3 separate regions of the Drosophila melanogaster genome follow, and regions 2 and 3 are each linked to region 1. Evidence: chromatin contacts called from public Hi-C and HiChIP or PLAC-seq data. All regions are on one chromosome and are shown on one strand. The core of a region is the stretch at or near the end of the contact, and the rest is flanking DNA. Distances in the headings are between cores, read along the strand shown. Region 1 holds the start of Klp98A (Kinesin-like protein at 98A). Region 2 holds the start of Men-b (Malic enzyme b). Region 3 holds the start of CG3348.

Region 1 (3,374 bases), core at 474-2,973:
TAAACTCACAGCGCACAAAGCTCGTTTTGTTTGGGTTAATGTGATTTTTATATCGAACGCCAGAGATGAATGACATCATTACGGAATGTATCTTTCTTAGCACACATATGTACATATCTTTCTTTGTGAGGCACTTCTGCCAACTTCTCGGTGCGTTCGTCTTTCTTTCGAACGCTTTTCTCGATTCGGTTTTATTCGCAAGTAACTGTGCCAAAAGCAATGACCGCTGCGCCAGATAGCCAAGATAAAGACACAAAAAAAATAAATAAAAATAAAAAACAAGCAGCAACATAAATGCTTAACGATCATAGACAAGGCTGGTAAAAATAAAAAGGTTTAATGTGGTTTTAAGTAGGCAGTCTAGTACACTTTTTACATGTATTTCAAGGGGTTTTTTGTAACGAAATTTGTTTTCTAGACACTTTTGTGCTTTTTAAGTGAAATGCGCAACCAAATTCCATACTTTTTTTCAAGGGGCGTTTTAAAGTTAATACGCGATAGAAAGCCCAACAAACAAACATTCTCCTATAATGATAATGATAAGTGAGGTCATAATAATAAGGCAAATCTATATCTTTTTTGTTTAAAGTCATCGTCACCCCATTGCTTAGTCATATTTTTCAAAATCTAAATTAAAGCTGCTTTTTGAGTAATAAAAGAGATTGTTAGAACATATTCCACAACCAACTTAATATTTCAGTTTTTGATTAAGATTGGGAATTGTAGTTTTTTTTTAAAGATAATATTCATATTCATAGAAACATAATCTTGAATATTTAGCTGTGCTTTTTGTTGATCTAAGCTAAGTTTGACTACCCTATTTCTGTGTAGATTCTATTTGCAGTGTTGCTATTTCCTTGACCATGGCTGTGTCTATAAATAGGCGTAGGATATCTGGGCTTACCGGGAGTTGAAGGGTCGAACCCTTACGGCGACCTTGAGTGACGACATTTCGATGGTGGCGATGGGGGTGGCTACGCGGGATTCTTGTACTCCTTTATTTGTTTATTTGGGTGGTGGGTGGTGCGGATTTGGGGGGCGTTTTCAGCACGTACAGTAAACCAAAAGCAAAGAGATGGGTACCAAACAAAAAAAATAGGAAAAAACTTGCAGCAGCAGGTTTTGTTCTTGTTGTTGTTGTTGTTGTTCTCGCCTGACCACTTGCCACGTAATTTGATTTTTTTGGGATGGATTGTCAATGGGGGGAGGGGTGGTAAAAGAAATGGGGGTGGGGGGCAGCAGTGGAAACACAATTCACTCTGTTGCGTTTTTGTCCGACTTTTGGTCTTTCTGCTTTCCGTTTGCTCTGCTTTTCAGTTTGTTTTTCTCTTCGTCTTCTTGTACACCGTTATTTCGATTGCGAGCCTCCCGTTCGCAAAATCAGCGAACTTTGCGAACTTTTCGCGGCTCCACAAACAACTGCACATACTACCACTAATAAAATTAAGATTAAATTGTGCGCAATTCGACATTAATTCACTTGCACAATTTTTCCTGCCATTTTTTTCGGCGGCTGCTCATTGCAACTCGCTGCGTTTTTGCGCTGACCATATGTGTCTGCCCATATATTCACTGGACATGGGTCATTAAGTGCAGCACGATGAAAATAAGAAAAATAGCACGCTGTATGTACACTTTGTTACTTCGATTTGCGTTTATCTCTGTTTTTTAACGAACGCGACGCGATGTTGTGTTGTTGTTCATCGTTCGACTCGGTGTGACCGTTCGCAGAACAGTGCTAATAAACTGCGGAGTTACACACTCGCCTTCTGGCAGTGCGGTCACACCAATTCGATGTTTTCAACATTCATAGAAATGGTTGATAACACGGATAGCGCATACTCAAACCGATTTGAATGTTTTCTAAATTCAAAAACTTGTTCCTATTGTTCAAACCAAAGATTTTTAAAAAAATTAGATCTAACTTTAGAGGCAGATCTCAAATACTCAGCAATATAACCTTGTTCATGGACGCAATTTGTCATCATTTTAATTTTAAAGCTTACAAAATTGAGGTGCATTTCGAAAATATTAAGCCCGTGTTGATACGATAAAACGTTTACAAAGTGAGGCAATTAAAGCTATTTGTTAGTGCTGTTAAACAGCATTGAAGTAAATTATAGAATAGGTTTGCATTTTTCGATCACACTCATTCTCAGTTGACAACAATGTACACAGCATACAAACTAAGGCTCCTAATCTCCACCAGACTGCCTGGGTCATACGTAGGTGCCGTTCCACCGCTGACACCACTCCAGCGCATACTCGTAGCCCAGGAAAGTGGCGGCATTGAAGGGAACCGCCCGCGCCACCAGCATCCAGCTGCCGCGGAAGATGCTCCTCCAGCCGTAGGCTCTGTACTGCACCCGCACGCAATGGAAGATGCCCCGGTACTTGTGATTCTCATCCGCCTGCATCAGCGTCTTGACCACGTCGAACGGAATGACACACACCCACGAGATGACTCCCGCCCAGGCGCCGGCCAGCGTGGTCACCAGCAGGTTCACACTGGATCCGTCCGACTGACTGCGTCGCCGGCGCACAAAGTCCCGCCTGTCCATGTAGTCAACGCCCTGGCGATAGGCCAGCATATAGATTCCATAGGGCAGGACGTCGCTGTAACCAAACGACCATTGAAAGATTCATGTATTTTTGGACTACCACCTGGACTAACTTACCGGCACATCATGGGCAAAAGGCCGCGATAGAGCCCCGAGATGCCATCAGTCTTGAGTATCCTTTTGAACGTGCCAAAGGCGGTCCTTCTCTGGCCATACAGATAGTCACTGTAATCTACGGAATTTCACAAATTAATCCTCCATTTTGGGATTAAAAAATCAAGTAGAACCCACAAGTGGCTGTCTGCAGGCGAACCTTGATCAGCTCCATGGGACAGGCGATGAAGGACTGCACGAATCCCGCCACAGAGCCCGCCAGGAACATGTTGTGGTACTCCAGCTGCTCCCGCTGGTAGTCACTGTGGCACACCTTTCTCAGCTGCCGCAGATGGTTTCCATAGATGCCGAAAAGCAGCGAGTTGATCGCTCCCGTCGAGATGAACGGGAAGAACATGCCCCTGTAGAAGCCGTTGACCTTTGAGGCGATGCTGATCGATTAAACCCATCACGACCCACCTAGGCGCTCTAAGGGATTGCGTCCAGTCGGAGTCGGGATTAAGAATAGGACAAAGCCATTTTGGCTGGTTTAAATATTTGAAAAGTTATGAATAAAAAAGGAGATTGGAAGATCGACATGTACATCGTTATCCAAATATTTCACATAAAATTTGTATCCTTGAAAAAAAGTTTCCAACTAGACGCAATCCTTCTTTCCAAACTTACCCCATTATTTCTGCTGTAGATCTGTTGAATGGC
Region 2 (3,374 bases), core at 424-2,923, 410 kb before region 1:
GCAGCTTGCACACACGTATTGTGCAAAAAAACAAAAAGGAAAAAACAACACGCCGAGATGCAGTTGCTGCAACGTCAGCGAATTCGAATTAATCATCGGAAACGAAAATGCGGTTAAAACCCAGCTGGCTAACAGGGTGCGAGCGAGAGGGCGCTAGCCTATAATGAGAATGAGCCAGGGCCAAAGGCTGACGTCACAACGGCACAGTTAAAACACACACAGGCACATTTGACACCATTTGTTGCTCTCTCTCTCTATCGCGCTCTGCTCACTATTTTAATTAATTGCGCTGCGCTCTCTCTTGTTTTTGTTGTTTGTTTTTTGTGTCAGTGATAAGAGGGCACTACTAATCGGGCTATCTTTCATCATTTATGCGAAAATAGGAGCAGAAAACAAAAACTGTACCTTGGGTTTGTTTAGCCAGCGTTTAAACGTGTCCATCGCAGGAGGTTGTTTCTTTCCAGCTGCAGCTCCACAGTTGTTGCTCTGCCTCCTCCCCTCCTGCTCCTGCTCCTCGTCTTCTCCTCTTCCGCTGCTCTTTCTTGTTGTCCTTGCTCTCGCGCACACAAACACACGCACTCACTCACTCACTCACTAGCACTGTACACCAACACAAGTGCGTACGAGCCAAACAAAACAAAGAAAAATGCTATTTGTTTGGCAACTGCTAAATGCACATTACTGATTTTAACACTTATTGTGAATTTTGTTTAAATGCCTTGGCCTCTTCGCACTTTGCTTTCCTGCCTTTTGTTGTTCTGCTCTATCTTCTTGCTTTTTCACTTTTCGTGCTCCTCACACGCGTGACTCTGCGGTCGCATTAGGTGGAGCTGCATTTCCCTCGCGGAAACTGCGTCGGTTGTCCTGTGGCGGCCTGCAGAGGCAGTGCGTCAAAGCGGAGGCTGACCACTCGAATGTCGGGCGACTCGGATTGCAAACTTTTCCATTAAACTCGCGCAGCACTCATCCGCCCTTCGCGTTGCGATGCGATTTCCGTCGACAGCGGAGCGTCCGTGCGTTCGCAGCAAAGTTTTTTTTTCGATTAATGTGACCAGTCGGCGGGGTCTGCGATTAGTACTGCCAAGAGTATGGCGCTCTTCGGTTCGGGGGAAAATGCTGAGGACGTGTAAAAACTATCCTACACCGTTCACACTAGCAATGCGATATTGTTGTACTGTTGGATTTTCAATGTTTGACATAAGCTTATAGCTAATTGTATATCTTATCACTAAAGTTGGTAAACTGTCGAATTCGAACTATTAACATTCGTATTTGCCAAAATCAGCTTAGTATAAACACATTGAATAATTTTAATCAATAATTAATTAATGATAATAATAATAATAATAAATTAATAATAATAATAATAAAATAATAATATTAACAATGATAATAATTAATTATTACATAATATATAATGTTGTATTTCACATAGCTTAATGAATAAATTAGAATGGGTACAAACATTTACGGCTTGAAACGCTTTAAATTTACTCAAAGTTCGAAAGTGAACTAAACTTTAGGCTAACAGGTTCGCTTCCCCACTGCTTGTCCGTTCGAAAAGGTTCGAGTGCGCACTGTCCGCCAGTGGAGTACCGCACCCTGCATTCGCCTCGCACATCTGTCATTTTTTAGTGCCATTCAAGTTTCGCTGGCGCTTTCGCGTCGCTTGGTCACTAGTGTCGTTTTCGTAAGTTGTTGGGGTGGGTTAAAATCCGCGCGCAGAGCTATAATTTTATTCCTGGAAAATCGTCGTTGTCGCTGACCGCGTCGCATTGCAAAGTTACCGTACGCCACCGAAAGTATTAGCCCTTTGTAGCCGGACAACTGTCAAACGGATTTGACTGACACAAGAGCAGTGATATTAGCAGCGCAACGGAAAGCAATTATACGACATAAAAATGTTCTCACGACCCAGGTAAGCTTTTCTTTTTCGTTTGGTTTTTTATGCAAGGACTCGCCTCGAAGGATTTGTGTGCGCGTGGGTGTGTGTGTGCCTCGGGCGCAAATTATGTAAGATTTCACGATGCGGGAGGAGCAACTGCCCCAGCTGGTAGCCCAGTGACCTAGTCACTCGGATCAGACGAGCGGCCGCCAAGGCGTCCGTGTATATATACAATATATTCACATAGTATATCATCCCATTTCCCCTTCTCTTTTCCTCCTCCTTTTGCTGCGCAGCTTTCGTTTTCACTGGGAAGCGCTATGTGCGAGCGAGAGGGATTCCGATTGGGAATCGCACATGGCCTGGCATTGACCCTTCGGCTTCCCTCCCTTTCTCGCACTTGCTGGTCCCGTTCGGTGAACAGCTGTTTTCAGAATTTTCACTTTTCCCTTGCAATTGCATAAGCGTTTTCGAACATGCATGTCTTCGTTTTTTGGCTGCCAAACAAGAAACAGCTGAAAAAATCAATGGGCTGCAGAGAGAGAAACGGGGTGCTACGTATCATAAGTATATGTGCTTTAATTTTGCTTTTCTTCGGTGGAGGAATATCGCCGCACATAATTCGTATGAATTTTCTATGATTCACAGTTGGATAGGAAGTACAAATACGAATGTATTCCATTGTTTAGTAGTATTCTAAGAAAAAAAAAGGAATGGAAAGTTTATCATCATACTTTTACAATCGAAAACATTTTGTTTCCTGTGTAGCGAAAACACAACACCTTCAATACCATGGACATGGACATATATTCGAAAGATGGTCTGGCGGAATTCTAAATTTAGTGCATATACCGAAAAAATGTGTGCTTTGTTTCGCCGCTGTCAGCGTTTTTCGTTGCCAAGTTCATCAAGAATGTTTTCAGCTGGTCTGCTATCTTGCCTCTCGTTCCCACGCAAACCGTTAGCCAGAAATTTGGCTAACAAAAAATGGAAAGACGTAAAGAGTTTAATGAACTTGCCCAGCTTTTTCCTTCAGACTCCAGTTCTTAGGGCTTTTAAGACCCTAAAAATAATTATTGGTAGCACTCGGAGTATGGGGGTATCATTTACGACACGCACTTATTCCGTGTATTTGGCTCAGATATGCGAAATTGTTTAGCACTCGACGTGGTGGGGGCTCATGTGAGTGCCATTCAAATAAATGGAAAAAATTGACGAGTGATAGCGTTACCTAAACGATAATTATCAACCCAAAGTGCTCGCCTTTTGTCGGTGCAAGGGATCTCGGGGTTTCCAGCCCGGCGCACGTCACTAACCGGTTTCAACTTGACCAAAATCCAGCAACGACACCGATACCGACCCTCTGCCAATCCCAATTCCACTCCCCGCGAGCATGATTCCATCAATGAACCGCAAACACAAATTAGTCACACGCCTCTGTCCCGCGATATTTGCCTCTCTCGTAATTAGCACCATCTATTCGAACTGC
Region 3 (3,374 bases), core at 266-2,765, 270 kb before region 1:
TGCCACCCAGCAAAGCCACTCCTAAACCCAAGGCGGCTCCTAGCACCACCACTCCGAAACCCACTACCACAACGACAACTACCACGCCGAAACCCACTACCAAGACGACAACTACTACAACCACGCCAAAGCCCACTACCACAACGACAACCAAGAAGCCAACGACCACTACCACCACTACGACAACCACGCCGAAGCCAACAACTACTAAGCCGCCGACAGCTAAGCCATCTACGACTACAACAACCACCACTACTCCTAAGCCAACTACTACTACTACTCCTACTACTCCTACTCCAGAGCCTTCTAAACCGAAGGTCAAGCGCACAGTGCCTGAGAAACCCGCGCCCGTTGAGGAGGATATCCCCTCGGACACACAGCCACCCAAGAAGGAGAAGCTCAAGGTCATCAACAAGCAAGGCGTCAATGTGGAGCTTTAAGATCGCAGACGCATCAGCTTCCTCCTGAGTTAATCGGGCATATTCCCGGACGCGAGATTAGTTTCTTCACGCAGTCAAAACCTATTAGGATTATTATCTTTTTCCCTCCAACATCTCAACCACTTTTGGGGAATTTTCAAAGGTTTCTTATTTATCATGCCCCAACTCAGGCTGTCGAAACCAGTTAATTTTAGTCGAAAGGTAGCTAAATTCAGACTAGCCGAGGGCCTTGCTCATATGATCCTCGACGGGCAACGCTTTATATGTTGTAGACTAACATATAATTCTGTTTTGCTTAGGCACTATAAACATTCCATTCCTTTTTACAACCGGAAGTGCATTCCATGTAGCTAAGTTAATAGTAAACAATGCCCCAAAATTGTTAAACTCGAGCAACTTTTGATTTTGTACTGATTTTTTTTCTTATTTTCATTAAAAATAAAGGTATTTTGTAAAAATAGACGTAAGCCTAATGAGGTTGGTTGTCTTAGACTAGCATTAAATTAAGTTTAGCCGTAAGATATCACTAATTTGTGGACACCGATTGACTGATCTTGGCTCGGCCAGCCGGCTCCTTGGGATCCGTCCAGGCCCAATCGGCATAGTGGACGCAACGGCCGAGTTCCTCGGAGTAGAGCTGCGACTGCGGACAGCGCTGGAGACGAGCCCGTGTGCCCTGCTTATCGCACACCCAGTAGGCCGTGGGATCCCAGTAATTCCGGAACATGCGGTTCACCTCATCTAGACCCTGGCAGCTGGGCTCGCCATTGTGCTCATGCGGCCGGCGCTTCTGAATGGGCAGATGTGCTGATGCGGTAGGCATTTTGTTCAAGTGATTGGGTTCGGTTTTTTGGGGAATTCTGAAATCAAAACCGGAACTGGGCATTAGTCCACGATGTCAGAGCGTGATCGTCGCATAAATTTACTATAATTCTTGGCAAAGGCATTTGCCCCACATATTTTACTGAATTAAACTCTCCCTTTTCGCTTACCTTGTGCTATTTCTTGGTCGTTAGTTATTTTTAACGGCTAGCAGCCTGTTGCTCGCTGTTGCTGAGTTATTTCACTTCTGATTTGTCATACCGAATCATTTCCCGCTTAAATACCATTTCGTCGGACGACGTCGACGCCGCCGTCCGCTGCTTTGGTCATAGATAGCGTTGCTAGACTCTGGTTCGAGGGCCGATTCCCGATCCGATTCCAACGCTTTTTCGTTGTCGGGCAACGAGCACTTTGTATCTATGTATGAGGTCCAAGAATTTGCACTGAATCGCCTTGATCTTGAGGCGTCCCAAAGGGTGGGTGCGGGTCGGTCTCTGGGTGGCTAAGACCGCCAGGCCACCCGATGCCCGGTCGTGGTCACGTGTCGTCGTCGTGGCCGGGGGAATACTCCCAGCGCAGACTGTCGGTATGCCGTAAATTTCGCACATAAAACGAGCGCAAACATATTTGGAGAAAAAATTAGGTAACATGCTCGCAGGTTGAAACCGCTTAGTGCACTGAAAAAAAAAATGTAGCTCGTATGTTTAACTTATTTTATAAATTTTATACATGCAGCTTGTATGTATAAATCTTTAACAGTTTGTTCGTTAATTGTTAAAATAAAGGAAATTCCTATTTACAATTAAAGTGCTGCTTAGTTTCTTTGCGTGTATTTGTTTCCTGCCTAATTTTCGAGGGTTGAGGTCAGAGTGCCGCCAGTGCCTTCTGAGCAATGACGCCAACGGAAAATGTCAACAAATGCATATATATAGTTCGCACACACTTGTATCGACTGTCAATAAACCCCAGCAATCAAGTAGTTGGAGGCTTAGCCCGGCCAGATCACGCATCCGCCGTGTGGTGCGCATGACGAGCCCCTCATTCTAGGCGCTGCTAGTCAGTAACTTTCCCCTCGGCTGGAGTCCATGTGTCACCTTTTCGCGATAAATAAAGGCAATTGCCGCCAGCACCTTATCGCCTGTGACACCTTATCGCCTAACGAGGTAATCATCTCGAGCCCAGACGTTTTTCACTCCGGTTTCGTAGGCGTACGGGCCATTAATTGATTGGCGAACTTCATTCACGTGATCACGCGGTGGTTGAATTTCGTTGAGCCCCAAATGTCTTGGCCCATCGCAGCGAAGAGGCATAGCAAACTGGAATTAGTTGGCTGTCTGGCGATTATGCGCACACGTGGGCAGCTGGTGGTCAAAGTCGCCGGGGCCTACGGAGCACGAGCTTCCAGGTCGGTCTGGCGATCGAGACGTGCTCGATGTGAGGTATGTGTGTCTATAAAAAAAAATCATGATCGTGTGGGGGATCGCCGCCAGTGGACTTCAAGGGGAATCTCTTTCGCATGACTCTGAAATTTCACGAAATGGAGAAAGAATGTCTTTTCTCGAAAGTCAGAGGAGGGAAGTATTTCAAAATCGTTATCAAATTATAAAGAAATTTAAAATACTACCTCCATAAACTATTATTAGACCGCCACTATTTGACTGATTAGATCCATAAAAAGTTTAACTTTCTTTTATACTAACTCTAACATTCAATGGACTTTGGTTACTTCGTCACTGGAATCGAAAGAGATATTTCACAATTTTCTTTTACAATTGCTAAAAATTAATTCCAGCTGCTTATCTCAAACAAAATTGAATTCCAACTGGAATATTTTCAGTTCGACACGGGCAATATTTGAAAAGTCTCATTAAAAGCGAATATATTTTTTATTTATGCAAGTACGTCACTGAACTCGAAAGGGAATATTCCATACGAAATTTCGGCTAGACACTGTCTAGATTTCTTGAAATGAGAGAAATAAGAGGCTATCTATTAAGACTCATCCAATGAATATGTGCAAATGACCTTTAGATGATACGTCACAATGAGACGACACAATCATATGAGCCACTATTCAATATGAGCCCATATTGTCATTCGGTTGTGTTGCTA

The links. A called contact is a pair of places that touch in the nucleus more often than the background predicts. HiChIP or PLAC-seq counts read pairs in DNA pulled down with a chosen protein or histone mark.
Region 2: a contact with region 1 is called in a Hi-C map of the OSC cell line, with 2.5 times the contacts expected there. The contact joins the promoter of Men-b here to the promoter of Klp98A in region 1. A contact is called at or near these places in 5 of 107 Hi-C or Micro-C datasets (the Kc167 cell line, the OSC cell line, larval brain and 1 more).
Region 3: a contact with region 1 is called in an H3K27ac HiChIP or PLAC-seq map of the Kc167 cell line, with 6 times the contacts expected there. The contact joins the promoter of CG3348 here to the promoter of Klp98A in region 1. A contact is called at or near these places in 8 of 107 Hi-C or Micro-C datasets (the Clone 8 cell line, the D17-c3 cell line, the Kc167 cell line and 5 more) and 4 of 6 datasets of contacts at active chromatin or transcription factors (the Kc167 cell line and the S2 cell line).

Annotation. Positions count from the first base shown.
Region 1 is chr3R:27,557,422-27,560,795 of dm6, forward strand. Klp98A (Kinesin-like protein at 98A) reads right to left here and starts at 1,724. Exons shown (of 12, transcript NM_079808.4): 1 at 905-1,724. The coding sequence starts at 951. CG5646 reads right to left here. Exons shown (of 5, transcript NM_143311.3): 2 at 3,342-3,374; 3 at 2,853-3,093; 4 at 2,679-2,793; 5 at 1,958-2,616. The coding sequence ends at 2,220.
Region 2 is chr3R:27,149,989-27,153,362 of dm6, forward strand. Men-b (Malic enzyme b) reads left to right here and starts at 1,674. Exons shown (of 7, transcript NM_143702.4): 1 at 1,674-1,918. The coding sequence starts at 1,902. It overlaps CG6051, which reads right to left and starts at 1,081. Exons shown (of 5, transcript NM_001300627.1): 1 at 406-1,081. The coding sequence starts at 441.
Region 3 is chr3R:27,290,694-27,294,067 of dm6, forward strand. CG3348 reads right to left here and starts at 1,516. Exons shown (of 2, transcript NM_144004.2): 1 at 1,433-1,516; 2 at 842-1,300. The coding sequence starts at 1,263. The coding sequence ends at 967. Hmu (Hemomucin) reads left to right here. Exons shown (of 4, transcript NM_057811.4): 4 at 1-899. The coding sequence ends at 440.